6 separate regions of the Mus musculus genome follow, and all the other regions are linked to region 3. Evidence: chromatin contacts called from public ChIA-PET, Hi-C and HiChIP or PLAC-seq data. All regions are on one chromosome and are shown on one strand. The core of a region is the stretch at or near the end of the contact, and the rest is flanking DNA. Distances in the headings are between cores, read along the strand shown.

Evidence for each region. Hi-C and Micro-C count contacts between places; a contact is called where the count stands out from the background. ChIA-PET counts read pairs in DNA pulled down with a chosen protein or histone mark. HiChIP or PLAC-seq counts read pairs in DNA pulled down with a chosen protein or histone mark.
Region 1: a Hi-C map of embryonic fibroblasts shows a contact between it and region 3, with 9 times the contacts expected there. The contact joins the enhancer-like site here to the promoter of Tomm70a in region 3. A contact is called at or near these places in 2 of 39 promoter capture datasets (the HPC-7 cell line and pre-B cells), 32 of 484 Hi-C or Micro-C datasets (B cells, the Ba/F3 cell line, the C10 cell line and 15 more), 5 of 115 datasets of contacts at active chromatin or transcription factors (bone marrow-derived dendritic cells, bone marrow-derived macrophages, embryonic stem cells and 1 more) and 1 of 9 other capture datasets (liver).
Region 2: a contact with region 3 is called in an H3K27ac HiChIP or PLAC-seq map of embryonic stem cells, with 7 times the contacts expected there. The contact joins the enhancer-like site here to the promoter of Tomm70a in region 3. A contact is called at or near these places in 2 of 39 promoter capture datasets (frontonasal cranial neural crest and pre-B cells), 3 of 484 Hi-C or Micro-C datasets (B cells, brown adipocytes and embryonic stem cells), 15 of 115 datasets of contacts at active chromatin or transcription factors (the 230-238 cell line, the NIH/3T3 cell line, acute myeloid leukemia and 8 more) and 2 of 9 other capture datasets (liver and macrophages).
Region 4: a contact with region 3 is called in an RNA polymerase II ChIA-PET map of memory CD8 T cells, with 13 read pairs. The contact joins the enhancer-like site here to the promoter of Tomm70a in region 3. A contact is called at or near these places in 1 of 39 promoter capture datasets (pre-B cells), 2 of 484 Hi-C or Micro-C datasets (B cells and CD4 T cells), 3 of 115 datasets of contacts at active chromatin or transcription factors (bone marrow-derived macrophages, effector CD8 T cells and memory CD8 T cells) and 1 of 9 other capture datasets (adipose tissue).
Region 5: an RNA polymerase II ChIA-PET map of memory CD8 T cells shows a contact between it and region 3, with 7 read pairs. The contact joins the enhancer-like site here to the promoter of Tomm70a in region 3. A contact is called at or near these places in 1 of 39 promoter capture datasets (embryonic stem cells), 1 of 484 Hi-C or Micro-C datasets (CD4 T cells), 1 of 115 datasets of contacts at active chromatin or transcription factors (memory CD8 T cells) and 2 of 9 other capture datasets (adipose tissue and macrophages).
Region 6: a contact with region 3 is called in a Hi-C map of pro-B cells, with 4 times the contacts expected there. The contact joins the enhancer-like site here to the promoter of Tomm70a in region 3. A contact is called at or near these places in 2 of 39 promoter capture datasets (frontonasal cranial neural crest and macrophages), 7 of 484 Hi-C or Micro-C datasets (Th1 cells, bone marrow-derived macrophages, embryonic stem cells and 3 more), 11 of 115 datasets of contacts at active chromatin or transcription factors (bone marrow-derived macrophages, effector CD8 T cells, embryonic stem cells and 6 more) and 4 of 9 other capture datasets (adipose tissue, embryonic stem cells, macrophages and 1 more).

What each region holds. Positions count from the first base shown.
Region 1 is chr16:57,399,943-57,404,817 of GRCm38.p6, reverse strand. The region is part of intron 1 of Cmss1 (cms small ribosomal subunit 1); the gene reads left to right. All of the region lies in intron 1 of Filip1l (filamin A interacting protein 1-like), which reads right to left. Among named protein-coding and RNA genes, the nearest start is that of Filip1l, 49 kb to the right of the region's middle. Within about 2 kb of position 1,762, at least 54 of the 459 cell types and tissues checked have an H3K27ac peak or open chromatin away from gene starts, as enhancers often do. A contact at or near this core is called in B cells, CD8 T cells, the N1E-115 cell line and 2 more, where this site is marked.
Region 2 is chr16:57,575,279-57,579,757 of GRCm38.p6, reverse strand. All of the region lies in intron 1 of Cmss1 (cms small ribosomal subunit 1), which reads left to right. Among named protein-coding and RNA genes, the nearest start is that of Cmss1, 29 kb to the left of the region's middle. Within about 2 kb of position 2,042, at least 7 of the 459 cell types and tissues checked have an H3K27ac peak or open chromatin away from gene starts, as enhancers often do. A contact at or near this core is called in B cells, embryonic stem cells and pro-B cells, where this site is marked.
Region 3 is chr16:57,118,961-57,123,414 of GRCm38.p6, reverse strand. Tomm70a (translocase of outer mitochondrial membrane 70A) reads right to left here and starts at 1,701. Exons shown (of 12, transcript NM_138599.5): 1 at 1,221-1,701. The coding sequence starts at 1,553.
Region 4 is chr16:57,419,591-57,424,490 of GRCm38.p6, reverse strand. The region is part of intron 1 of Cmss1 (cms small ribosomal subunit 1); the gene reads left to right. All of the region lies in intron 1 of Filip1l (filamin A interacting protein 1-like), which reads right to left. Among named protein-coding and RNA genes, the nearest start is that of Filip1l, 69 kb to the right of the region's middle. Within about 2 kb of position 2,335, at least 145 of the 459 cell types and tissues checked have an H3K27ac peak or open chromatin away from gene starts, as enhancers often do. A contact at or near this core is called in B cells, adipose tissue, bone marrow-derived macrophages and 2 more, where this site is marked.
Region 5 is chr16:57,468,949-57,473,528 of GRCm38.p6, reverse strand. The region is part of intron 1 of Cmss1 (cms small ribosomal subunit 1); the gene reads left to right. The region is part of intron 1 of Filip1l (filamin A interacting protein 1-like); the gene reads right to left. Among named protein-coding and RNA genes, the nearest start is that of Filip1l, 120 kb to the right of the region's middle. Within about 2 kb of position 2,203, at least 91 of the 459 cell types and tissues checked have an H3K27ac peak or open chromatin away from gene starts, as enhancers often do. A contact at or near this core is called in memory CD8 T cells, where this site is marked.
Region 6 is chr16:57,554,048-57,559,012 of GRCm38.p6, reverse strand. The region is part of intron 1 of Cmss1 (cms small ribosomal subunit 1); the gene reads left to right. The region is part of intron 4 of Filip1l (filamin A interacting protein 1-like); the gene reads right to left. Among named protein-coding and RNA genes, the nearest start is that of Cmss1, 50 kb to the left of the region's middle. Within about 2 kb of position 3,147, at least 37 of the 459 cell types and tissues checked have an H3K27ac peak or open chromatin away from gene starts, as enhancers often do. A contact at or near this core is called in Th1 cells and pro-B cells, where this site is marked.

The DNA of each region.
Region 1 (4,875 bases), core at 513-3,012, 280 kb before region 3:
CAGAGCTGGGATTTCAGAAACTCGGATAAGACCTGTTTGGGTTATGAAACTACACCGCTCCAGGGTCTTATATGGGTATGGTTTTCATGAGGTCACTTCTGCAAGTAGGCGGAGACTATTTGTCCAATAGTTAAGTGAGGCAGATGTCTGTTCTTGGATGTCCCTGAAGACTTCCCATTAGCGACCTCCTCTCTGTCCTGGCAGCTGGGGCTGTGCAAACCCAAAGTCCTAACTGCTCAGCCATTGGTTCCTCTGGCTTGCAGTTCAAATACAGATTTCCAAAATAAACAGGTTAAGAAGTCTCTCTCATCTTTTCTCCTCTGACTTCCCAAGCACCTTGTCACCATCTCAGTTCAGTCGTCCTCAAACACAGAAGCAGAAGGCACAAGCTGAAAAACGCCCTTCGTTAGAACACAGTTTAAAAACGAGTCTTTCTCTTGAGTCTCTCTGTCATCAGAAGCCGAGAGGATGAAAGCCAGGGCCCTTTGCAAGCCTGGGGGAGCGAGGCACCACTGAAGTACTTGCAGTCCTTCCTTGGTTTGGAGACTGAGCTTGACTGTGTGACTCAGCCTGGCTTTGAACTTGCTGATCTCTCCACCTCAGCCTCCCGAGTACTGAAATTGCAAGCCAGCACCAACATTCCTGGGTTTCTCTGAAGTTGAAGTGTGCTCCTTAAGTGTGTTTAGCATTGAAGGAATCCTCTTCTGCCTCGCTCGTACTTGAGTGCCAGAGTCAGCTGCAACTGAAGCAAGGCATCTGGTATAAATTCATGGACGGCCCTTAGCCACATTCCTGTGATTTTCTTTTGAGATTTCACAGATAGATGGGAAATGAAGGCTGCTTTAGGGTAATTGCTCTGCTACCTAGTCAGCACTGTGGAGTAAGGCTTGAAGCTCCACTTGACTGCTGAAGCAGTGAAATCCACCTGGGAGTGAATGACCTCATTAGCCAGTCCAGATTTGTTCTGTTACCTAGCTTCAGGGAAGCGATCATTTTAAAACGCATGCCCTTTTGAAATCCTCTTACAGGCATTTAAAACTTACCATCCTCTGAAGCTACAACAGAACAGGGTCTACCCTCCATATCCATTTGGAAAGAGTAAAAAGCACACTTGTCATTTGTCCCCGTGACTTCTCTTTATCCTCATTTCTCTGATCTGTCACTTCTTAACATATGCTTCTTTGCTTTTGGACTTTCAGGAAGAAATGTTTTCACACCTGATACATCAACAGCACTGTGCTAGACAAAGGCTTTGTCCTCTGTAGATGTAGGATGTAGTTCAGCGGTCACAGATTTAAACAGCTGAACGAGCAGGAGTTCTGGGAGTGAGCAAGAAGGAAGCAGGCCCAGGAGATACTGGGACCTTGTCACATCTGAAGAGCCTCGGGTGATTTGAAACCACCTAGAACACTGGTCCAACAGCATCAGGGCTTCCTGGTTGTCAAGACAAATCAGAAACCCAGATTTTGTGTGTGCCCTACCTCCTGATTCTGGGAGGAGGTAGGGGAGGCAAGCTAGCTACTAACTCCAGTTCTTCAACTGCATCACGTGGGCCCAGCAAACATATATGTGGGCTGAATTCAACCAATGAGCCGCCATTCCAAAAATTATGTTCTGGTTAGTGAGGTAAATTACACATGTATGAAGTCATTGATTTAAAATGCAGCCCATGTGACTAAGAGGCTCAGTGTGTGACAGGGGATTTCAGAGAAAAGAGAAAGAAGGCTAAGGAGGGGCACAGGCACTCCAGGAAGTGTGACCTCAGCCTGCCCAACATGCTGGTGCTGTATCCTCAAGACGAGATTGCAAGGGCCTCACAGGTGACACTGGGCTGTGGGAACTGCTTCTAGTTGTGATCTAGTGTAATGGAAACTTGGCTCCCACTCTTCTTTCTTTCTTCCACACTCGCTACTTGTTGACTCTTAAGGCAGCTCACCCAAGAACTCCACATGTGCCACCCGTTTACAAGTCACCCATACTATTGCCTCTTATTTTTCTCTTTTTCCTCCAATATAATCTTTTTCTTTAGAGAAAATGTAAAGTTATCTCTACTCTCAATAGAACAGTAAACATGGCTGACCATGAAGCATAAGAGGACTATTACTATGTACGTGGACGTCTGTGCTGTATATGATAGCATGATCTTACCATCTTGTGAATCAGCAGCATGCCATCTGACTAGCTTGTTGCTCAGACTCCAGACATGGCGACTGTGATTTCTCACTTTAAATTCCTTTCTTCTTTAAAAGAAAATCTAACCAGATTAAATTAAAGGCTTTTAAGCTTCTGCCTCACCCTGAACAATTAACAATCAGTATTCTGATCAGAATATCTATCCACTTCCCCAGAGTCTGACCTTCTTTAAGGGCTACTTTAATTTGTAGACTTCATTCACAATCCTTGTTTTATTTATTTCATACAGTTTGCAAGCTTAGAGAAGAAGTCATCTACATGAAACTTCACCAAGACTCTGGGCATGGGGCAAAACACAGAACACATTTTGAAAACATGACATTTCTTTTTTCTGTAAAAATGACCATTTCAAAGAGATGGACTGGTATATTCTGCTATTAGAGGATACGAGTCCATCTAACCAAATGTGAAAATCATGCTACATGTCCCCAGAACTTAGAAGTAAATTCTCTCTGTCGGAGCCCTTGCTGCCGGTACTGAGTGTTCACACTTGAGGGTGGAAAAAATACTTGTAAATTCTCTCAAACCCAACTGACTTAAGCCTCTAGAAGGGCTGGTGGGAGCATTGTTCAGATTTGTTTTTCTTTCAGCATGTCTGTTCTCCGAGGTCCAGAAACAATGGAGACTTTGAAAGTGAGTCTGAGGTCTGCTCAAGGGCTCTTTCCTTTTAAGGCTACTGAGCTGTCTTCTCGGAATGTATTTGGGATTTCATGGGTTGGGAAGGAGGAGGCTGTATCAAGTAAACATGTCGTGAATTTCTGCTTTGCAATTTAACTTACTAAACAGACAGAAACCTCTGAGTATTTCCTGTGTATCTTAAAGGACCAATTTGTCACCAACTCCAGGCCTCCACTGGCTTTTTCCAACTTCCCGTCCCAACAACGTCACACAAATGCAGTGCACGCTGCTCCCTTTTTCTTTCTAACTTGGAAAACACTTCTCAGGTGTCGGACCAATGTGGCTTGCCAGGACCGTGCTGGGTTCAGTGCTCTGGGGTCTATTGACTTCATTTATGACATAGCTGGTTTTCATTCTTTAAGTTTTAATAAATACAACCCTAGGTTCACAGAACTTGCTTAAGGTCCTCGGAATTCTCCACAGGCCACAAGGGTCTGGAATGGAGGAAGGAAGACACTGATCAAAGACTTGGGAAATGTTCACAGTTCAAATGGTGCACATGGTTTCTGCTTGGCGCTTTTCTTTAACATCACAGTCATTGAGGGAAGGCTGGCAAGTGGCACTCATGTATAAGAATCACTTCTAGTAAGTTCCATGTTGTGATCTACCACATACGACTCAAGTGACCAAAACAGCTAAGTTTTGAAGAAATTCTGCTGAACTTTCACAGAGTGACTAGTTTGGAAATCAAAGGTTTGAATCTTGATACTGCTTGTGCAAGATATACCTACAAATATATGTTGGGCACACATCCAAGCCATGTGCATAGCAGAGTCTGGTGCTGTACAGTATGTATTGTAGAGATACATTGTATGTAGACATACAGTGTGTAATGACACAGAGAATGATAAGGCTAAGGGAATAAGGTGGGGGCATATAGACAGGAATGCGGTGGAGATACACACTGAACAGTTAGTGTGATATTCTCTTGGCAACTTGTTGGGGATGCTGCCTCTCTGTTGCTCAGAATGTGGGTGATGCTGTGTGTGTGTCAGCATCGAAAATGCAGATTTTCTAGGCCCATCCATTCCCTGCTGAATCCAAATCTCTTGAATGGGGACGAGCTAGCCATCAGTGTTCTAGTAAACTGCTGACGTTTTGCCCCTATAGCTTGAAAACCACTACTCAGAAGTCCTCTGGATGATTCTAAGGCATACTACAACCTCCACCATGCACAGTGTGGGGAGCTTACATGGCTTTTCCTCTCAAAGAAATCCTTGTCTCTTTCCCTTGCCTATGTCTCCACAGCTGACTTCTATCTCGTGCTTCTCATAGTTAGTTAGGAGCTGGCAGGGCTCCCTTGATTTTCTGTGGTGTGTGTATAATACCCAAAATGCCCTTCCACTGCTCTTTTGGAGAATTTTACTTCTCCTTCTCCCTTTTTGAATGAGAGTCAATCACTCACTTGTAGAAAACTCAGTGTGCTTCAGGTAGCCATTACACATTTCTTTCCCTCCAGGGGTCTCAGTCGCAAAGAATTCATAGAGCACTAAAGTGTTTTGTTTATGTGGGCAGTCATTTGCCATGTGGTGAGATTAAAAACAGACTAAATAAATGTTTTGGTAATGTCGTGGGTAGTGGTGATTAAAGCAAGAAACATGTGAAGCTGCCTGTTAGCCACCCGGGGTCCAGTTGGAATTCTGAAGTCCTGGGGTACACTGGCCAGGTTACTTTATGACTACCTTCATAGACCGTTATCTTATTTACTCCAAGGAGAGTCTGCTTCAAGAGACTGTTTTCTTTCTTCAGAAAAACACATGAAAAATACGTGTCCCAAATAGACTTGCTCAGGTGCACTTTTGCACGGAAGAGCAAGCGTGGAGTCTAACTCCCCCTCACCGGACTACTGAGAAAGTCACACAGAATATGGGAGCCGTGCAGCCAGAGTCTGCCTGTGTTTCCAGATCTCATCTATGAAATGGGAAAAACTCCTGTGTTCACAATTTGACCCAAAATAGGGGGTCCTACTTCAAACAGAATAAACTGTGCCATCACCACACACAC
Region 2 (4,479 bases), core at 793-3,292, 460 kb before region 3:
TGCTTCATTTGGTGGCTTGGGCTTATATGATGAAAGGTAAAAGAAAGTCATAGACTCTTAGGGAAGGAAACCAGTGTGAAGAGGTCGCCATCTATTAGGCCTCATGTGCCAGTGAAAGAAGTCAGTTTTCTGAAGAAAAACAAAGTTGCCCAGTAGATTGTCTATATATCAGCATTATTCCTAAAGGTTATAGATATGTGACAACTCTCACAGATAATTTACCCATTTTTCAGAAGTTAGAGCCACACATGATTTTAAAATCTATTCCTGGTTGTCAACTTGACAATATTTGGAATGAACTACAATCCGGAATTGGAAGGCTCACCAGTGACCCTTATCTGGAGGCTTGGAGATCCTTATCTGGATCTTGGTTTGAAGATCTTGAGCCATAGTGGCTATGGATTCCAGAAGATTGAATCTCCGAGTTAAGGAACACACCTTTAATCTGGGCTATGCCTTTCATCTGGGATTAAAGGTGTGGTGGAACACACCTTTAATCTGGGCTACACCTTTTGCTGGAGACAATATAAGGACATTGGAAGAAGGGAGTCTAGCTCTTGCTCTTGCTCCTTCGCCTGCTTGCTGCGTGAGACTGAGTAACTGCTAGATCCTTGGACTTCCATCTCTTTTTTTTCACAAAAGTTAAAAGACTTGTCTAAGGCCCTTACCACTCACTGACAAAGGCATGTGCTGGAACTTGGTCTTCCACTGAGTGCCTCTAGCGTACGCTCTTCCTAGCCTACTACTCAGTTCAGTGCAGCCCCCTCCATCTCCAGCGAATTGGAAGTATTATATAATTTTCTACTTGTAAGTGTTGTGTGGAACTCATTCCTTGTTCCATTTCCTCAATACGTTATCAAGGGATGAGTGTTATACTACACAGTGTTGACGAGGATCCACACAGTATGTTTTGTCATGATCAGTATATATCCATGCATACATTGCTCACTTGTATCCATGTAATGCTTGGAAGAAAAGATACCACATGTGAAGAGATTGTTTGTTACTAAGTCACATGAGTAACTTGTCTGGTAGTAAACCCACCTGCACCTATTCGGAGAATGTAGGTTCTGTGAGTCTTTAAGGCCTATGTTCATACATTGTGTTTTTACTTAAACATGACTAGCCTATATAAAAAATATAACAAAACAGTCTAGGTGTGCTGGCACATGCCTGTAACCCCAGTACTGAAGCAAGAAGGTCAGTTCAAGGTCATCCCCAGCTATTAATACAGAATGTGTTTTAGGCCAGATATGAAACCTTGTCTCAACAAGCGAACAAAACAACACACACCCTGTACCACCATGCCCAGGTTTATTTCACATGACTCCTCAGAGGTAATCATGCAGAATCATTTGCTAAGACCTCTTCCCTCCTTCGCCTTCCAATCTGAGTAATACTTTAAATAGAAATTTTAAAATGAGGCTGTAGTTAAAGAGAATTTCCCTGCGATGGCTGACTGATGCCCAAAGTTAGCCAGGAGTGAATCCTTATGATAGCCTGTTGTCCTGATGAAATGTCAATGAATTTGTCAATTCTGCATAGGAACAGTTTTAATTCATTATCAAATTATTACAGTACTCAGAGGTGTTAGACAGTTCTCTCAGTGGACTCTGAAGATTCTTTGGGATGCCTGCTTCTCTGATGTATTTGACTACTTTTAGCTAAAAGTACTTCTTAGCTTTGATAGTTTAAAGGGTCTCTCAGAAAGGAAAGGGCTTGGTGTTTAATCTAAATAAAAATCAACTTAACAGCACTTTTGTTTTGGGAACTTTATTAGCAAGTCACTTGTCTGTCTTATGTTTGCTGGGTTTTGTTTCTTTAGACTGCACTCTCAAGAGTGTGTTCTGGACCCAGAAAGAATAGGGATAAATTCAGGACTTGGGATTTGGGGAAGAAATGGAGCTTGTTGGTATCGGGCCACCTGCCACAGATCACTTAAAGATTTAGTTATTTGTACTTTACTAGTTATGAGACTGGGAACATCCCACCTAATAAATACTAAACCTCATTTTTCATTACACCCTCTAGAGGGCAAACTAGTCTCACTTCCTGGGGCAAGTATAAAATAATCCAAGAGTAGGGGCAACACTTGCCAGTAGCAATATACAGATTTCTATAGCTGTGAAATTCTAACTTCAGGCTGCAAACCAAGCAGATTATTAGATTGTAGCTTAGGATAGATTCTTGTTTTTAGAGAGTCCAGTTTGATTCCATTTGGGGACAGGGGTGGGGTGGGGAACAATGTTAACATTAGGAGAATCTCATAAGGATGTCTTGGCTTTAACTTAGTTACATACAGATCGTAAGAAGGTTGCTGTGGTTGGGAAAGTACTAAGGTGGCAGAATGCTTGGCTTGAGTATAAGAGGCCCCAGTTCAATGTCCTATACCACTAATGCCACAAAGGGAGAAAAGAAAAGCATGTTTGATTCCTCTATTTTTGCTACATGTGGTTTGTCCAATTATATTTTCTCTTGGCACTTCAAAATAAAGAATGAAATTCTTAGAACATAAGAATGTAGAAATAACAGAAATTAATGTAACTGAAGCAAATAAAGTCCTTTCATTTAATATGTCTAAAGACCTACTTTATATATACTCAGTATGAAAGAAGCTGTAAAATAGTTTTCAATTTAGAGTTATTTGAATAAATAAAAACATCACAGAATCTTTGATTATAATGGTTTGAAAATAAAAATACCCTTCTAGAAGGAAACAAACTAGTCATAGGAGGCAGAGGCTGGGAGGGAACTGAAGAGGAGAGAGGAGCGGGGGAGGGGAATGAGAGGCAGGATCAGGTTTGGGAGAGAAGTCCAGAGGGCGGGGAGAATGAATGGAAATCTGCACCTGGGGTGGGAAAGGAGAATCTCTAGAAGGTCCCCAAGACCTTGGATAGGAGAGGCTCCCATAAGTCAATGCTGGTGATCTTAGCGGAGATGCTTAACAATGGGGATATGGAACCTGAAGAAGCCACCTCCTGTAGCTAGGTAGGACCCTCAGTGGCAGAAATTCAGACCCACCCACAAAACTCGACTCAGAACTTGTCCCAACTAAAAGAAATGCAGGGATGGAGCAGAGACCAATGGAAAGGCCAACCAATAACCGACCCAACTTGAAACCCATCCCATGGGCAAGCACCAATCCCTGACATTATTAATGATACTCTGTTTTGCTTGCAGACAGGAGCCTAGCATAACAGTCCTCTGAGAGGCTCTACCCAGCAGCAGAAAAACAGATTCAGGGACCCACAGCCAAACATTAGATAGAGATCAGGGATACTTCTGGAAGACTTGGAGGAGGGATTGAACCCCACATGAAGACCTACAGAGAGTCAACAAACCTAGACCCCTGGAAGCTCTCAGAATCTTAGTCACCAACTAAAGAGCAGACACAGGATGGAGCAAGGGCCCCTCTACCCCCAGCCCCCATCTCCCAGCACATTTGTAGCAGACAGGCAGCTTAGTCTTAATGGCTGCCCAGTCCAGCCTCAGTGGGAGAAGATGCACCTAGTCTGTCATAGACTTGATATGAGGGGATACCCAGGGGAAAATACCCATGTGGGAATACCCAGGGGTACCACCCTCCCAGAGGAGAAGGGGGTGAGGGATAGGGTGAGAGACTCAGGGAGGGAGGGATGGGAGGAGCAGTGTTTGGTATGTAAATTAAGTAATTAATAAAACAAAAGTACCCTTTTAGGATCTCAAAGACTGCATGTCTAAAGCCTCAGCATTGTAAAATAGAATTGTGGGGACCTTCCAATTAGAATTTATATAGTCCTGTCACCATTTTGCACAGGCATAGGTTGAGAATCCCTAATTGGAAAACTTGAAACCTGAAATGCTCCAAAATGCAGACCCCTTGAGCACTTAACATGACACTATAGGAAAACAAACCCTTCATACTATACAAGTTCATTTGTGCATAAAATTATCTCAAAATATTGTATAAAATTATCTTTAGGTTCAGCATGTAAAAGGTGTTTCCATCGCCAAGCTATCTTACATGTATGAGTGTTTGCATATCCTTAAGGAAAAAAAAAATCCAAAATCTGAAACACTTCTGGTTCCAGATGAGAAATCCTTTTATATATGTAAGGATGCATTCTTTATGATGAGATAACCTTTTAGTAAAGATGGTTATGTGATTTTTACCCATAAAGAACAATGACATTATCTTGGGAGAGGTTTTGCCTTTACTTGCTTTTATGTTTCATTAGGTTTTTGTTTGATTGATTGCGATGCGGCCTTGTTCTGCAGCCCTAGCTGGCCTGGAGCTCGTCCTGCCTCAGTGTGCTGAGTGCTGGAGTTAGAGGTGTGCCATCCTCTGTTCTGGGTAGTTATTTAGCTTGCCCCCACCATGGAAACTTGTCAAGACTTTGCTACGCCTTTTAAATGACAAGCAAACTTGCCAGGATATTTAAGTATGTGGTGGAATTCTACAGCTTAAAAAGCTAATGAAATTAGTGGGGCTGAGTAAAT
Region 3 (4,454 bases), core at 452-2,951:
AAACTGAGCTTACCAAAATAACAATGCTGGACAGGACAATGTAGAATGGCATCTCCTCAGCTCTCAAAGATCATGGTTCCCTCCAACATTGTAAGTTCTGGTTAGAAATTGGCTGTTTAACTTCCCCATAGGAGAGAACAAACAGCCTTCCTGCTAGCTAGCACGGTGACTCACACACAGTAAGTACTATCCCTGGAGTCATATACCAGAGCCTCTGAAGCTACTTAGGAAAAGAACAACGTGTCTTCAGGCTGAATGGGATGAAAATGCCTGCCATTCATTTAACTGTACAGTTTTTCTCATGAGTGTTAAGTGCACATAGGATGCGTGTGTATAAAGAATTTCCTCAGGCACATACCTGGTATTTATTTACCTGTAAGTTTCTCTGAACTTGGATTACTCTGGTAATACCACCACAGAATTCCTGACCCAGTAAAGTCCCTTATCTCACTCAATCTCAGTCCATGCCAATTCTCCACACAGCCGTCAAACTTGTCAAAAAGATTTAATAGTCTGACCACCAGATCCGATAGAGCAGTTTATCACTCCAATGCTTGTTATAACACCAGAGACTCTTTATCAGGCTTGGACACATGTATATATATGTCCAGGTGAAATAGAACATTTTAAGATGTGCAGCGGGGGTGGGGGTGGGAGGCACAGTTCCTTAAAAACTGAACTATTTCCTATATACAAAGCTACCTAATGATTTTTTTGAACTTTGTAATAGTTGCTAATCTCCCTCCCCAAACACACACACACACACACACACACACACACACACACACACAATCAGAGCGAGAGAGAAACTCCGAAAGAAAAATGGCTTGTTTTTAAAAGGTTCTTAGCAAAGTTCTGGTCTTGGGAAACACAATAACAACTCACGGTACAACTCCAATCGTTCCGTGAAATTTGCCTTTCTTCGCTTAATGGAATTACTATATTTGTGCATGTTTCCCATACCTACATACTAGGGATAAATGCTGTGTCACTTAGAAGAAAGGCAAAGTATTCTGTTGGATCCCAAAGGAAATTGTCAAAGAACGTCTCTACGCTAGCCAGCCTGGAGCTGCTATTCCATTCCCTATAAAGGCAACCAGAAACGACTCTAAAGTCACTCGGCAGTTTCCGACCGGTGGGAGGGCCCCTCACCCGCACAACGGGTCAAGGAAAAGCTGCATCCGCTCGTTTTCACCTCTACGGCCCGGGCGGCTTCTCACCATTTCCAGGGAGTCCCCAGAACCGTCGTGGTGGCCACTGCCCAGGGCCGGACTGGCCCTGCCCTCGGGGGTCTTCCGTTCACTGTTGCGCTTCAGGCCGCTGGCGTCGCCCCGGCCTCCCGCTTCCCGGCGCCTCCGCCTTCGGCTCCACAGGTACATAGCCCCAGCACCCAGCAACAGGGGCGCCCCGATGGCCAGCGCCACGTGCCATCGCGGCAGGGTCCCCGCGCCCGAGCCGGGGCCCGCAGTCCCACCGCCACCGCCCACTCCATTTCCAGAACCGGGCGCAGCAGCCGCCGCCATCGCCGCCTCTATGGGCTTAGAGGCGGCCATGACGACTGTCCTCCGCCGCCGCCGCGCCGGTCGCGGGCGCCACGGTCACCGGGCAGCGTGGGGAGGAAGCCGGGAGCGTGGAGGGAAAGCAACGCGCGAGCGAGCACGCTAAGCAGCAGGAGCGGACGACAGAAAAGGGCCAGAGGTCACCGGAAGCCCGGGGCATGCCGGGCTAGACCGGCGGCTGGGCCCGCCCCTATCTACTGTACAGGGGAGAACCACTTCCGGGGTCAGAAGGCCTGGCGCTCTGGGTGGCTTTTCCCTTTCCTCTTGCAGGCGGTTGCCTAGAATCGCTCGGGAGGTCTCAGGCCTTGCGTGACTGCAGACCTCTTCTCCAGGACAGAAGGACCCGTGGCACTGTCGCCAGTGCGGCGAGGAGGGGCGTGGGGGGCCGTGTGCAGCAAGTGTAGAGGGACAGCTCCCTGTAGCTCTGTGAGTGGGCGGGACTTGCAGAAGCACTGTGAAGGGAATTGGCCAGCAGGGATGGTGGGCCTCCCAGTTGATTGGTAGGATCGGGGAGGGGGGTGTGGCTACGTTGGTGCCTGTTAAAGACTGAAACTGTGGGAGGGGGGAAAAAGGGTGAGACCATCGTGCTGTGTAAACCAGCTTTGTATATTTCTGCAATAGCCAGATTGTAGTTTGGACAAATTTGTAGTTCCTGGGACAATGACAGAGGGCAAAGACTAGATGGAAACTGGGGAAGGTAGGTTGACTCATGGAAGTGACTTGCAGCCTGTGTGCTGCACCTTTAATAGTTACAAAGGGCAAGGATGTCTGTTAGAAGGCTTTCCTATTGGCTTTCCTCGAGGACCCCGGATCACCGCAGGCATCTTTACGTGTGTATCTTAAAATGGATTCCACCTGACATCTAGCCCATACAACCTTCCCTGGAGCACAAGTGTCTGTCACAACACTTTGAGTTTGCTCACTTATTTGAAATAACTTAAATTTTTAAAAAAAATTTATTTCATTTATATGACTACACTGTAGCTGTTTTTCAAGCACATCAGAAGAGGGCATCGGATCCCATTACAGATGGTTGTGAGCCAACCATGTGGTTGCTGGGAATTGAACTCAGGACCTCTGGAAGAACAGTCAGTGCTCTTAACTGCTGAGCCATCTCGTCAGCCCTGAAGTACTTTTCTTAAGCCTTCATGAACTCTGGATCTGGTCTCAAAGCATGAAGTCTACTTTGCAAGGTGTTTGGAATTCACACAATTTTCAAGAAAAAAAGGCAAAGCATGGATAATTAAATGTTCCAGGCTATGGCTCTTCATTTCAGGTTTGAACATCCTTTTGTCAAACAAACAAACAAACAAACAAACAAACAAACCAAAAAAACAAAAACCAAACACCCATAGATGGTCATTTGGCTTTTAAGTACCACAGGATGCTCACCATAATAGCATTACATGAAGATGCAAAGGCCAAGTTGTGTCAACGTGGAGTGATTAAAATAGAATGTTCCAGTTTGAAACTTCAGGGCCTTTTCTCTTGCGTCATGTTGGTTCTCACCAGTGAAATGTTTGCACTAGCAACAAACTGAAAATGGTAGTGTAACTTAGTTGATCAAATAGAGATTGCTGTAGGCACTGTTCTCACCCCAGAACTTCAAAATCGGAATCTCATGCCCTCTGAGTAATCTTGGATTTTTCAGAATAACAGCAAAAGGATTCTCCCCCTATAACTTCACATTTTTTTCTGTGATATCTTGGAGGACTAAAGGCTCCCAGTTTGAATAAACCATTGGAACTAAAACACATTTGAAAGATTTTCACCTTTGTTAATTTTGTGTATGTATGTGTATGGGTGCACCCATTCCACGGATCATGATATGAATCTTTGGGAGTCACTTCTTTTGTCCATATGGGTCTTGGGATCTTTTATAGCACCAGCAAAATGATCACACTATCGATTAACAGTTTCTGTTTCTTCCCCAATTATTACCACATTGCCATAGTTATTGGTTCTTGTATCTGCTACTCAAGTTCATCTTGGGTCCTTGAAGAGTAGGAATCGTGGTATAGTAATCTTAGTACTTCTGGACCTGTTGCTAAGTTAGACATATGATAGGTATTGTTAGTGTTCCTGCCCAACACAATTCCTGAAACAGATAATGCAGGGAATATGGGGAAAGAGGCGCTCTTATTCACTGCTGGTGGAAGTGTAAACAAATATAGCCATTATGGAAATAATATGAAAAGTTCTGGAAAAATTATAGAACCATGTGACCCAGCTATACCATGATTGGGCATAGATCTAAAGGACTCTATAGTCTGCCACAAAGAGATTTGTACATTCATGTTTATTGCTGCATAAATTAAAATATTTAGGGAATGGTAGCAGCCTAGATATCCATAATGGATGATTGGATAACAAAAATGTGGTACATACACACAGTATCATTTTACTCATTGCACAGAAAAATGAAATCATGAAAATTTCAGGAATGGATAGATCTATAAAGTATATTATAATAGTCTCCCATATGTGGATCAAAGCTTATAATGTCTCCATATACTAGTGAGAGGTCGGTGCAAGTATAGGTTATGAAACCAGGGAGAAGGCTCCTAAAGGAGGAATATAGTTGTTGAGGAAAGGTGAGGGGATGGGCAACAAGACATGTAACATACAAAAAAAAGAGAAAAAGAAGCTGTGGAAGATTATAAGGAAGATAAACACAGGCGTGAAAAGGGGAAGAGAATAAAGAAAAATACACAGTAATTTTACTTGAAATGTCATAAAATAACTTAATGTTCTAATTTTAAAACTTGTAAGTAAAAAATTGAAATTTATTTAGATGGAAACACAAAATAAAGACAGGTAAAAATATCCACAAACTATGCCTTCAGCAAAGGAATAATATCTAGAATCTATACATTTCACATTTCAACATTAAAA
Region 4 (4,900 bases), core at 1,086-3,585, 300 kb before region 3:
ATTTAGCTCACAGTTCTAGAGGCCGTAAGTCTGAGGCCAAGCCAGGACCTCACGCTGTGTGAGAGATAGAAGACAGACAGAAACTGTAGTATTGAAAGGAAAGAGGAAGCAGGCCTCCTTACTACAGCATCCCACTCAGATGGGAACTAATTGAATTCTTGGAGGGTTGACCCACTCTTAAGAGCCTGACCAAATCCCAGTGCTTCCATCTCATCTCAGCACTATCTCCATGGGCTTCTGGGAACAACACATCAGTAAGTGATCCTCCATGTTGTTAGAAAACAAACTTTGGCTATTTGGGGACAAAGGCGCATAATCTCTGCAACTTGCTCAGATGGATTTTTAAAAAGCAATGTGTGTATGTTGAAAGAAAATATAATGCAAGAGTGTTAAACTTTTAGCAGTTTGGCAAGTGTGGGAAGAGTCAACTAATTTAGTGCCCTCCCTGCAACTTTGAAGCTGGTAGTTATTTTTTCAATTATTAAAAATAGACTAAAATAGCAAACACACATTTAAAGTTATCTTCACTGTAAAGGCAACTCAGCAGAAATCTAAAAAAGCATCCCTAGGCAAACTTAGAGAGCAATTTCTATTCCCTCAGCAAAGAGACCTACAGATGTCCATTAATAGACTTCATATTCAAACTACAAAATGTATAAATGTGTCAGAAACAAAGTTCCCAACTGTTCATATATTACCAAGGCACACCTGTCCTCTGTGTCTAATCTGAATCCACCTGTGTTCTATGTCTATTCTGAATCCATCTGTCTAATCAGAGGGTGTGTGTGTGTGTGTGTGTGTGTGTGTGTGTGTGTGTGTGTGTGTGTGTGTGTGTTTCAGAGCTTTGTGCTGATGCTGATGGATGACAAGTCGCTCCAAAGCCTGAGCCTGTGTCATGTGAGCAGCTTCTCCGTCACAGGAAGTGAGTTTCACACCAGCTCCCTCTGCACATCGGGCCCCAGAGCATTAGGTTTTCCTTCATCTCTTTTCCTCACAATAAAAATACAACTAATGTGGGAATATGAAGTGGAGTGGAGTGAGGAGTCTTTGATACCGAGACAGTCCAAAGAATGTTGTTTTACTAATGACAAAGAAGAAAAAAACATGCAATTGTCCAAATTCTAGCTTGACAAATCACCGTTTTTCACATCTCCCCCACTGTTGGTATTCTGTCTGGACTCCACCCCCAGTTACCTGGCAACAGCCAGGATGGCTGCTTGCCCCCTCCTCTCTCTCTTACTCCTACTTCCTGCTTGCTTCTCTGGTGCCCTCTTGGGCTCTTCCCTTCCCCCCTCTCTTCATGTGGTCATGGCCAGCCTCTACTTCTCTACTTCCTCCCTCTCTCTTGGCCTTGCTTCTCACTGTTCAGTTTGTGTTGTGGAAACTCACTAAGCCACACAGGCTGACCTTGGCATCGCAGGCCTTTGCTTCTGCTTTCTAAGGAGCTGGGAATACAGTTCTATGCAAGCCCAGGGTTTCATTGGTGTTTAATTCTATGGAAATGACTGTCCTAAAATTATGGTTCATCAAACACAGATCTTCTCTTTGCTTTCACTGTAGTGCTGAAAAACATTACACACTCTATCTAACTAGGTTAATACTCTTTACTTATTAACTTGGCCTCAAAAAACTTGACCAGCTTCTTTCTCCAAGGGCTTTTGATAGTATGGGAGAGGGGGCTGTTAACGAACACAAGACTTCCCTGCTACCAGAATGTTAAAGAGCTAAAAGTTGATTTTGGAGGCTCCTACTGAAACAGCAATTTAGATTAACAATTCATGGGAAATAGAAAAATTAAACATATTTCAAATTAAATAACATGAGATTCAATCTTGCTGTAATTTGGAGTGGCAGAAGTATCTCAGGAAAGCCTTAGGTATCTGGCAGAATCTAGAAGAGTAGCTTCCCTAAGGTTGATATTCTTCAAGTCACTCTTGAGCCAAGATCTCAGTTTATTCTTGAGTAGAATATTAAACAAGACATGGTAAATTTCTTCCCAATAGCTTTCTTTGTAGTCAGCAACTTTATCTGTCCACATCCTTTTTATGTAGGACAACTAGAACCTCTCCGGACTGCATGACTGTTCCTTTTCTTCCTGCCCCTCACCAAAGTTGATGAAAAGTGCAAACCCAAGCCGGTCTCTGGTGTGAGTAATCACCTGCAGTAAAACTAAGTCAAGGCAAATCTCTGCAGCCTATGCAGCCTATTTCATGGTTCTCCTGTTTAACTTCCTCTTTCAAAAGAATCATTAATTAGTCAGCTAAGCACTCAGCCTGTACGCAATAAATGAAAGCTCTCTCTCCTGAGAACCATTTGTATCATTTCCGTACACAGCATTTCTTTTTAATGTGGTGGAGTGCACAGATGTGACCGTAGCTTACTCCGGCATAGTTTTGGTAGCACTGAGAAACATCTGCATGGTTTGCTCGCAGCCTTAGTAACTTAAGTAGTGGCTCCTTGGGACTTCTCTGTGCCTGCTCTTATCCTTTCCTTTTTTTCAAGGTGAATTCACATCCAGGTGAATAATGCACCAAATCCCACTCTTGAATGTTCATCTTGACAGCCCCTGGGCACTGTCTGGGTTAACAGTGCATACACAGGCCATTGTTTGCGCTTATGTATTGTAAATGGGCTGAATAGTATGTATTCTACCTGGGGTTGTGACATTTGTACAGTGGTGCTGGCAGCCATGTGGGAATCTGCCCATGAAGGCCCAGTTGTGGGATTGTAGGATTGGTTGTAGGATTGTTTGGCTATAGAGAGACAGACTTTGGATCAGTGCTTAGAGTGTCATCCCTTCAAGTCTGGGCTATACACTTGAAGAATTGCCTTTTTTGACCTAGGGAAGGAAGACATAAGAGTTTTAAAAAGAAAGCCGCAGTGTTCATAACCACTTCATTCATTCTGCTGTGGCTTTTGCAGAAAGCACATCTCCACTGCCAATCCCAAGCGTCCCAGTTACAGAGCAGACTCTGTATGACCTGCTCTGCTTTCCTTAGACAGTGGGATTTGATCACACAAGGCTGGTTGCCAACGTTTTCTTTGAGCTCAGATGTGGCTTAAATGCAAGAAGTCACTTCCTGACACCTTTCCCCTCTGACCACCCCACCCTAAAAATCACCATTTTGAGACAAATTCTGGGATCTACAAAATGTACTGCCTGTGTTCCGAGTTAATTTGGAGAGTGGCTTTTTATGGCTGGTTTACAATCCTTAGAAAAGCCCGACTGTGATGGAAACACTGTGACATCCTAAGCTGTGACAAACGATCTGTTCTTGAAGATAGATGTAGCTTTGTGTCTGGGAACCTAAATATTTACTTTCCCCGATGATTTAATGTATCTTTGTTCCTTTCCACACTAAGCTTTTCTTTCGGGCATCCCTGCATCTCTAGGCTCCTCTTTTTTTTTTTTTTTTTTTTTTTTTTTTTTTTGTAGCCCTGTTATATCAGTGTTTTGTGATGTTACAAAAAAGCAAAGTGTGAGGTCAAATTTTCCATTACATACCTCAGCAGGAATGCCAGGGAGTTTAGCCAAACTAGGGCTACAAAAAAAATAAAAATTACAGGAAAGATGATTCATTAGTCAACAATTGCCTTCCCAAGAAAATACAATTAGTTATATGTAGTTGGTTTGGGGAAGGAGGGGTGAGTTCACACAGGCTGGTGGGGGAAGGGAGTGGGGACAGTATCTTAGGACTCTACTACGTGGTTTCAAACTTCATGATGTTTTCAAGTCTAACATCAGAGAAAAGAAAGCTGTCTGTGCTTTGATTCCTCAGTATCTTTTTTTTTTTCCTTCTGTTCACCACATGTTGTCCCTGATTGCAAATTGGATCTTTTGCTATAGAGGCCCAGCGTGTAGCTCAGTCTGGACAAGAAGGAGCTACAGCACCCTCTTTCCTGTCTTTCCTCTGATTCAGGACTCTTCTTCCAGTTCACAGTAGGTCTTCTTGCAGTTCACAGTAGGTCTCCTTTCTCTTCCCCTTTGATTGCTTTGACTATAAGATCAAAATCTCTGACCTTTTAAAAAAATATTTTAAGATTTATAGAAACCCTAGAACTTTGTCTTTAGATATAATTATAACTACATATTCAAGATCCAAAATTATGACAGTGGGGGCGGGAGGTGGGATGGGATTAGCATCAAAGTTAGGAAGACCCCCGACTCCTAACAGTCATCTTATGAAGAAAATTTTATAATTATAGCACTCAGTGCTATAAATGCTTACTCACGGTGAGTCTTCTTTGAAAAACAAACAAACAAACAAAAAAACAAACAAACAAAAAACTAGTGAGTAAACCAGCCAGTAACAATAGCCAGCAATAGATAAGGTGACTCTGTTGTCTGGCGCTCCATTAGCCAGCCAGCAAGCACCATGATCGTAATGAAATATTAGCCAACATCTCCCGATGCTGCCAGATCCCTGTTCACCACTGGCACCAACTGAAAATGTTAAGGCACCCTATTTTATTTTAAGTTTTTGGAAATTGATAATCTGTGTTTGGTTTAGACACTGTTTGCCGGATTACATAATCATGCATTCCTAACCCCTCTGGATGATACTAAATTCACTGAAGAATTTGTTTTCCTTTTATGGAGAAAATGAGGAAAATATCAAAAGGAGTTTTTTTTTTTTTCCTTTTGCCAAATAGTTGATAACCCAGTTGCTATATTATCGTTTCATCCACACAAAGGGATTGAAACAGGAGGATTAAACCTTTTAAAGTGACTTTACACTTGATTGTTTCCTGCGGACAGTTCAAGGAAAGAAATGGACTGAAGATGAGAAACCAAGCCAGAGTCCCCAGGTCTTGAGAACTGGGACAAATGTAACAAGCCTCCACTCACCACAGAAAAATGCGAAGCCTTGTACGTCAGTAGCGAGACCTGACAGAGCAG
Region 5 (4,580 bases), core at 954-3,453, 350 kb before region 3:
AAAAGCCACTCAAAGCCTCCTTTTATCTATTCATGAGATCAGGTGCACAACTACAGAAGTAGTGACAGTTGTTAAGAAGGATGGAGAACAGAATAAGGCCACTTGCATAGTAAGGCGTGTGGTCTCTGTCTACTAAGGATTCCTTAAGGAATCAGTGAATGTCTTAAAACTTTTTTAATTCTAGTGTGGAAATATTCTTTTAAATGTGTTCAGGCTAACAGGCAAATACTGGGGATGGAGGGGGAATCTTGTTTTTAAAAACTAAATTTTCCTAAATCCCATGGGGAACATTGTTAATTAAGTCACAATTCCATATGTATATAAAGTATGCAATTAAAACCCATTGGAAACTTCTGGGTTCTTTTTTTTCTTGCTTATTTGAAAGTATAAGTTGCACTGCTGGGCTTTGTTGGTAAATAAATAAATAAATAAATAAATAAATAGCTATAATTTAAAGCTTGTCAGCCTTCCTGCTTCAGAGCTTTTGGGAGTCTGTACCTGTATCCAGGCCTTGAGGCAGAGGGAAGCCCTCAGAAATGTAGACATACTTCATCCTGAATGAAGAGCTAGGTTTACACTTACATTCCTGTTTAAGGCATACTGCTCCAGTTTGGGTAGCAGTAATAGAGACAGAGATTAGAATAGAGACGTCTTGCCTCCTGTTCTTTTCTCATGGGCCCAGTCTTGGAGTGGGACTAGAAAGACAGGTCTAAATGGATTGTCTGCACTGGTAATGTATGGCTGGCAAGGTTTTAAAGTCGGGCACGGTTTCCACCGAGTGCTTCCTTAGTCTACAGTTCTTCACAGACAACCAAGTGGATTGTTGTGATAAGAAGGAAATCGGAGGCTACGTATCTGTTCTCCTCCCAGGACAAGAGCAGCAGATTTCTCTCCGAATTGTTTTCAGAGGCAGACTGGATAAGTGAACTTTATTTTAATAGTCCTCAGTTTGAAAGTTGAACTCACTCCTGATTGCTTGTGAGTATTGGACAATATGAGTATTTCCATTGGATAACATAGAAGGGGCAGTTTATCACAGAAGGCCTGGTCACTTTTATCCTGGCTGAGTCGGTGCCAGTACACACAGATTCTGCTGTCACACCTTGGCTGATTCATTGTGGTGTGAAGCTGCAGTTTTTAGGGCCCGTGGGAGGATGTTCCTTTGAAACTTTCCTGAAGCCTGCTTTCACCTTGTTGACTTTGAAGCTCTCATTACAAACAGGTTGGAGAGAAAGTTACAATTGGGATATAATTCAAATACATTCAGTTTAATTTCAACTGAAAATGGTGCTTTAGCTGCTCTGAAATGAGCTAATCTGTATGGGTGAAGTGAACGGCAAGGAGACGGACAGTGAGCATGTAGGCACTCTCTTTCCCACCCCTTGGCATGAACCCTGGTGCTGGTTACACCCAGATCGATTCATCTCTACCACTTCTTAACTCTGAAAACAAGGGTGCATTGTTTGGTGTTTTGCAATGGTAGAACCAGGGAATAATTACCATACTAACCGGCTTGCTCAGACAAGTCCAAGGAGATAAGAAAAGCAATAAATAATTGCAATCAATAATACTGTGCCTACTGATGTTCCAGCCATTGTGCCCAAACCTTAGCTGATCTAGGAGAAGCTAAGCGAGAGCCTTATTGAGAGCCTTATTCACAGCCTTCTATGTTCTGTGCTTCTCCGCCCCCTGTGAAGGGCATTTCTGTCTCCAACAAATCCATGAGCAACTCTTGGTTGGGGGAAATATTCTAGATATTGGAAATGCAGCGGAGACCAAAAGAGAAAGTCCCAAGTACCATGCATTCTAGTATAGGAGTTTAACTAAAAGCCAATTTATGTGATACTTCATGTGATAATAAATGCTACGGGGGAAAAATGGAAGTAACAAGATAAAATGACTACAGTATTGAGATACTTGGAGAAAGAAATATTTCTGTTTTAGAAAAAATGGCTAGCAAGAAGCTGATGTAGTAGAATCTGAAATGAATACATATATATGTATTACTATATGTCAGTTACACACACACACATTATATATTCATTCCCAGAACATACCAAAAATATATTCTCACTCATATGTTGTGAGCTTCAGAAAGCCAAAATGGACTAATGCTGTCTATTTACTCTCTTTGGGGAGCAGACAAATGGCAGTACAGTACCTGACTTCATATGTCTAACAGCTCTCTAAGTGTGTGCTGATGCAAATCTACTTAAAGAGAGCAACAGGAAACTGTGGTCTAGGTAGCTTGTTCCTGCTTGTCTATAAATACACATAAAAAGAAACTGCATTTTACAATTGGATGACATTTGATATTCAATGAACCTCCTTTTAAAAACAACTTTAAGATCTTTTGGGATGTATAAACTTTGGGTCTGTCTAGTTTCAGTGTGTGATGCTTCTAATATTTGTAAGGCTTTCATTCAAAATTATTAAACTATGTCTATAACAAACAGACCCTGTAAACTTAGACGCAGTAACCCTGTGAGACAACTGTGCGAGACTGCAAGCAGGACTTATGCTCTACCCAACTTCCAAAAATCACCGTTCAAGTCAGTGGTTTTTCTGTAAGAACCTTGAAGATTGTACATTATCGTCTTCTACTTTACATCATTTGTATGAAAATGTTTGCCATAGTTTTTTATTCTGTTTAACTCTGGATAATGCCACTGCTCCCTTTTTCTTGGCCACTTCTTCATCAGTTTTATTTCAGCAGTTTGAATATGATGTGCGTTTGTTGTTACCAATTCCACTCGCAGTACACTAGCTCTACACTTTAGGAAACGTTTGACGGTGATTCGTCTTTCTTCTGTCCTGTTTGCACTCCTCTTCAGCAGTTCTTTTCCTGTTCCCCAGTCTTCTCTCCCTGTGGCTCACGAGCCCATGATGAAGTCCACGGAGAAGAGTTTAGTAAGTTGGCTTGAACTGCTCTGTGATGGCCGCTGTCGTGAGTCCAGTTCTCTTACTCTCTCCTCTCAGTGTCTCTGACCAAGTCCTTAAATACAGCACAGTGGTCTTACCTGCTAGTAGTTCCTTCTCAGTCTAGCTCACGGTTGCAGGAGCCCACAGGGAAGGTGTTAGGTTTGCCTCGCTGTGTAGGAAAGTCCCTAAGCTGCAATGTTTTTACAGTATTTTTATTTTGATGTTTATAGATTAGGGTGGTGTTCGTAAATAATTTTTTAGAGTGAAAATTTTAAGTAAGTGTCTTTATTGTTTTTTAAAGTAAAGCAGAATTTCCAAATGTTCTTGTCACTGAATCACATATCAAATCCAAGATAACTAGAATTTGAAAAGACTTTAAAATTCAGCTTTTTAAATTTTTTGCTCTCATGCTTTTATTCAGATTAACCAAGAGTGGGTAATTTATAAAGAAAAGAGGTTTATTTTGGCTAAATATTCTGGAAGCCAAAGAACATGGTGCCAAAATTGGCCTCTGGTGATGGCTTCATGCTGTCTCTTATCTTGGTGCAGACTACGAAAAGGAAGTAATTATAAGAAGAATCCCAAGACAACCAAAAGAATGTGCAGGGTTCACTTTAGAACAAGCCAATCTCACTATAACCCAGGCTGAAAGAAGCTACTTCAATCCTTTCAAGTGGGTGGGTCACTCATGATCCAAGTGCCTCTTAAGAGACCCCAACCCAGTGCTGCTACCCGGAGAATCACATTTCACTATGAGTTTGGGTGTAGAAAATTATATCCAAGCCATAGCATAGTTGGGTTTTCTTTTTGTTATACACGTGGAGCAAAAAGGTGGGGCCGCCACGGTGTATGTCACGCTAGTCTGTATTCACTCTGCATTTTCATACATCTTCATTCAGACTGCTGGAAGCTTGTCGTAGACAGAAACATCACCAAAATAGTTTTTAAAGAGGAGGGCACTTTCTAGAAATCTATCTTTTATATGAAACATCAGAAATTCTCTCATCTACTGTACTAGGTTTATCATCTTCAGGCTCCTTAGGATTAGACAGCTTATGTTGGTTCAGTTCCATGCAAATAAAGAGTCCATCGTGGTGAGCAAGCATGACAGGATCAAGCCCAGTGTGAGGAGCAGGAAGCAGAGAGCTCACATCTGAGCCACTGGCAAGAAGCAGAAAGACGTAAACTGCCCTTTCCTGTGTTAGGAAGCTCTCCGTCCTTAATGTGACAGGGGTTTTTCTACAAACTATGTTCTTCTTTTCTTTCTTTTTTTCTTCTTTTAAAAATTCCATAGGAATTTTTTTTTTGCTATAGTTACTCCTTTTAAATGATGATAGAAACTTATTTATATTGTGTAGCTTTGTTAATAAGTGAAAAAAATTTCTCTGGAGGTGTAGTTTGTAACTCTAAATAATACAGCCTGTGAAGCAAGTCAAAAATAATAGCACGAAACACTTACACCTGAGCTGGTTTGGAATCCCAGCAGTTAAGGGGCTCTCCCCCTGGTGGGCTTTTCCTAATTATAGACTTCTCATTACACAGCTGGCTTTGAGAACATTAATTAAAGTGATTACTACGAGTTAGCCAGTGACAGACACCAGTAATAATATCGCCACAAAAACCTGATCAGGGAAGCCAGAGCCTGGACCTACACAGTT
Region 6 (4,965 bases), core at 1,898-4,397, 430 kb before region 3:
ATGTATTTCTCTTACTTAAAAATTATATTTAACTGTTATTTTATATCTTAGTAGATTAAGGAAGTAGAAATGGATTTTCTAGAAAAGTATTCTAACAGGTGTTAAATTTTTCAAAATCTCATTGATTACTCCCCCCCCCCTTTAAAACTTTTCTAGACCTTGTTATTTTCATTCAGATATTGGAAGTATATATTTGAAAGATTTATGGGTTGGTTTTGTTTCTTTTAGTCTCCTTAAAAATAGTTGTAAGGAGTATATCTTTCTTTGGGTGTTTTTGAGCATATTTCCAAAACCATCACCCCAAATTTTTAGCCTTTTTTCCTTCCTCCCTCCCTCCCTCCCTCCTTCCCTCCCTCCCTCCCTCTCTCCCTCCCTCCCTCCCTTCCTTCCCTCCCTCCCTCCCTCTTTCTCTCCCTTTCTTCCTGTTACCCTCTTCCTCAATTTTCTCTTTCTTTGACTTACTTAATCAATTTCTTGGCATTAAGACATCCAAGCAAGGACCGGTCATGAGCCAGAGTGGATGAGTTCACTGGTTTTCACCTCCTCGTGAGGAGCCTGGCTTTCCACACAGAGGCAGCGGCTAGCATGGTATGCTTGGGAAACCAAACATTTCCAAACTTGTTTGAGGGAAATTCAAACTTCAGAAATTTTAAAACCACAACAACAGAGGCTTATGGTTTACTGTGACTACTGAAATCATACAGTTTGCCATGGAAACTGGGTAGATAAAAATACCCAGAGTGTAAAATGAGAAACATTTCAATTCTTAGACAGGACTTGGGGTTTTGGTTTGGTTTCATTCTTCATTTTAACTGTAATAAATTAGGGAAATGGGAACATTTAATAGTATTTAGAGGGTAGAGTAGTTGAAGAATGGGTTGTTACTCTGTAGCCTGTTTTCTTGTTAAAAGGACTACAGTGGCCATTCTCTGTCTGCTATCACCAACTTTTCTTAGTTCTTGATAACCTAAGCATTGCTTTATGACTTTGGAAAGCTGTAGTTTGAGGCCATATGTAAAACCAAATTACAGGCAGGCAGGAAACGTTTTTGTTTCTGCTTTTTCTTTTCTAAAATATATTGGAACACAGGTAACTATTGTCTTATGGATTTGTTTTTCACACCCTTTACACTCATTGTACTAATTAAAATTATGTTGGTTATCAGAGCCTTAATTTCCCCTGGACCAATACTTCAGAGCAGTTTGGGTTACATTTTTATTTTCTAACATCTCTGAGCCTTCAGAAAACCCATGGGTATAAGCATTGCGTTACATCTGATGTCTAAGCTCAGGCTCATGACATGAATCTTGCTATACTCTAGGCACTTCCATCAAGATGTCAGTATTCAGCAACAGTTTTCCAACACACATGACCACAACTCGGCGATACCTGACGTGTCTTGGGACTCTGTGTGCTAGTAAAATGTTAGTCACTGTAGTTATGTTTCTCTCTGTAAGGCATGGTCTATGTATGGCATAATTAAAGAGAAACCTCCAAGTGTATTTTACATTTGCTATATGAATACCCATCCATAAAACTATAGTTTACATTTATTGTGAATTTTAAGAGCAGGCAAACTATTCATGTTTTCATTAGTTAAAAAGCTACTAGGTGTGGGGGAAGCAAAACTAAACTTTGTAAACAGTTGAAAACCAATTTTAACAAGTCCCATTTCAATAGGCAGGGAATGTGGACCAGAATGCTCTCAAAACAAACTGTTGGCCCTTCTTTCACCTGCCGCCCACCTCACAGATGCAGGAAGAAGGCAGTAGTTTTGTGACTAAGATCTGGAAAGCCTTGAACAATCCTCAGACCTCCTTTCCATAAAACAAAAGCCTCCAGCAACCTTTTGAGTTTTTCTTCCTTTCCTGTTTAATGTTGTTTACAAGTTAATATATCAAGAGATCACATGGCTTAGCAAGCCTTAGTGGGTTGTAACTATATTGAGAACCTTATTTGGAATTTCATGACATTCAGATTTTTGCTCCTTTCTATAGGAAGCATTTGTTGTGGTAAAAGTTACAGCTGTAGTTAAAAGCAAAGAAGTAAACCTTAGTGTTCTAACACTTAAAATGTCATGCTAAATTGAAAATACTTGAAACTTCATTTGTGTGCCTCTGACGCTGAGGCTCGGTGAAATTTCAAGATTAAACAGGTTCCAGGATAGTTTTTAAGCCTTTTGTGTTACTTGCTCTCTTCTATACATTAATAGCTCAGTAACTTGGGTCTTACTTCAAGCGATGAGGCACCTTTGACACCTTTAGGAGAGCAGTGGATTTTTCATGGGTTTTCATTGCCTTCCAGCAGGGGAATTGGGACCAAGGATAACTTCTCTCTCAGTGGCTGAGATTAGGTCAGAAACAGATTTTCTCTGGTTGATTGCTGGGTGTCAGAGAACCTGACCCTCCTCTTGGCTGCATCCTACAAAGCATTTCCTGGGTCCTGAGGCAACCCCTCTATCTCAGTCCGGTAGAAGATAATAGTAAGCCTAGTCAAGTAAGAAGCCTTGTAGAAAGACAGGCACAACTTAGTCATAGGCAGCATTTACTGAACATCTGCTCTAGGGATGGAACTATGCCAACTGCTTCCGCAGCACACATGATCCCTTCACCTTAGACACTGAAATCTTTAAGTTGTCTTCCTTTCCATGGAAGTCCAGGTTGCTGTGAGGGCTAAGTAGTGGGTTCAATAATCACTGTGTGTGTCTTGACCCTATTTTAAACTTTTGTTTTAAATTTTACTTTAGGCTCTTTGCCTAGTAGACTTTTATGAAATAAACCCAACCTCTCTACAGTGTTCAGAAGCCCAGTGACATTTCCCTTTTTGTGAGCAGTGCTTTGAGTTGTCTAGCTCTGGCCTACCTCCATTCTACAGTCTTCACAGCCCTTAGTTCTATGACATCTATTCAATATTGTCTTGTACTGCTTTTTAATTTGTTTTATATTGTTTGCTCTTAAAGGATTGATATACTTCTATACCCTTCACTAGGTTTGGACTCTATATACCCAAGAAAAAACATTTTCTTGGACTATAATAACCCTCCTTGAATGAGTGGGCTAAAACTCGGAGAACACAGGAAACAGTGCTCTCATGCGTGTCACTTCTTTGCTGTGAGGAGAGGAACCCTGGGAGGCAAAGGCAGATGAGGTCAGGTAGGACTTGGCCAGGAAGCCTGACCTTTGTCTTAGATTCCTTGTATCTATGCTCTACCTAACGTGCTCAGTGAGACTGTAAGGAGACTCCTGCAGAGTATAATGTGGAAAGAGGTGACTGGAACCACAAATCCCTTGACAAAGTTGTGGCCTTTATTTGATAGTTCCCCATACTGTTGTATAAACATGCGTGTATGTTTATATATACAAGTTTTATATCTTATAAATGTTTTTTATTTTTATATAATGCCTCCTACCTATACCATTTCATACATGATGGATAGAATGTTTATGTTAACACTGAATGAAGAGATGCTATTTTTAAATGGTAATTTTCCCTGTAGCCAAAGTGGATTCATTTCCCACAAATTCCAGAGTGATTCACCTCTTTTGTTGTTCCCAATTAGCAGACTCACAAGCTAAGGCTAGGCTAAGCGACTTAGACAGCATCTCTGCATTCCTTTGGGTTCAGAAAAAAAACAAAAAAACAAAACAAAACAAACAAAAAAAAAAAACAGGACATTTCCCATGTGCTCCTTAGCCTAGCTGTTCCTTTCTTCAAGTTTAACAGTTGCAGACAGTCAGTCCAAATGCAATGAATATTGTACATTCCTCTTATGATCTGCTCAAGAGACTGTTTTTGTTTTGATTTGCATTTTTAAAAATGTCAGAGAGGGAAAAAAAATCACCTTTAAACTTTTGTTCCCAGACTAGTGGGCTATGAGACCGCATAAATCAGGCTGTTCCGCTTTTGTAGGAGCAGCCTATCTCAAAAGACGTCCCTTCTCCCTGAGGCTGCTCCATTGGTGATTTGGAGCTCTTGCAGGGCTAATGTCCGTATGTTAGGCCGAACTGCATTAATCTGTTTGTATTGACAGATCAATTTTTAAATAAATTCTCTACTTGATCAGAATTCCTAAAAGGACTATTGCCCACGATTCAGTCTTTGCCCAAATACTGAGATACTTGGGGATACTTGGGGAATGACATTATTTCCTTTATGAGGTTTGGGGAAACAAGGGTACAAGAGGCTGGCCCAGTGAATGAATGGCAGAGCCTATTATTCCTAAAACTCTTTAGTTTCTCCAATGAGACAATACTATCTGTCTGTAACCAGTAGCATCACTAACAAGCAAGCTCAGCAATTAACTATATTCTGTTATTTAATTTGGGGGTGGGAAGGAGGCAGCTGAGCTAAGAGTCTGTCTAGGTTGGCTGAACCGGTTCTTTAACCAAGGATGGCTGTGAATTCTTGACTTTCCTTCCTCTACCTCTCCAGTACTGGGATCAAAAGCATGCACCCAGTCACATCAGGCTCTGGTTTTGGGGGGCTCTGGGTGTGTGTGTGTGTGTGTGTGTGTGTGTATGTGTGTGTGTGTGTCTTTAATTCCTGTGTTGTTTAATTTTTATAAAGAGCTAATCTCTGTAATCTACAGTTTTTCACTTAACTCATTGAGAGGCAGAGATGGGACCAAGGACAACTGGAGCCACAGGCACTGTTGAGCCTGTTCTTCATCATCAGTTCAAAAGTTAGGCTAAGAGGTTAAGGCTAGTGCCAAGAGGTTAGTGACAAGGTGTGGTGTGTGGTGACCTTGCTTTCTGTCCCACCAGCCCATCTTATTCTTAGCAAGGTTTGCTTGCCGTTTCTGAAACAAGATATAAGAAAGACCTACACTGGATTCATAGTAGGCAGTGAAGTTGCCTAACTGTGGAATTAGGAAAAAATACCTCTCATGGAAATTTAGATATAGGAAGTACACACAGAAAGTCTGGAATCAAAGTCCACAGGAAAACAGTCTGCTCCTTCCCAGTT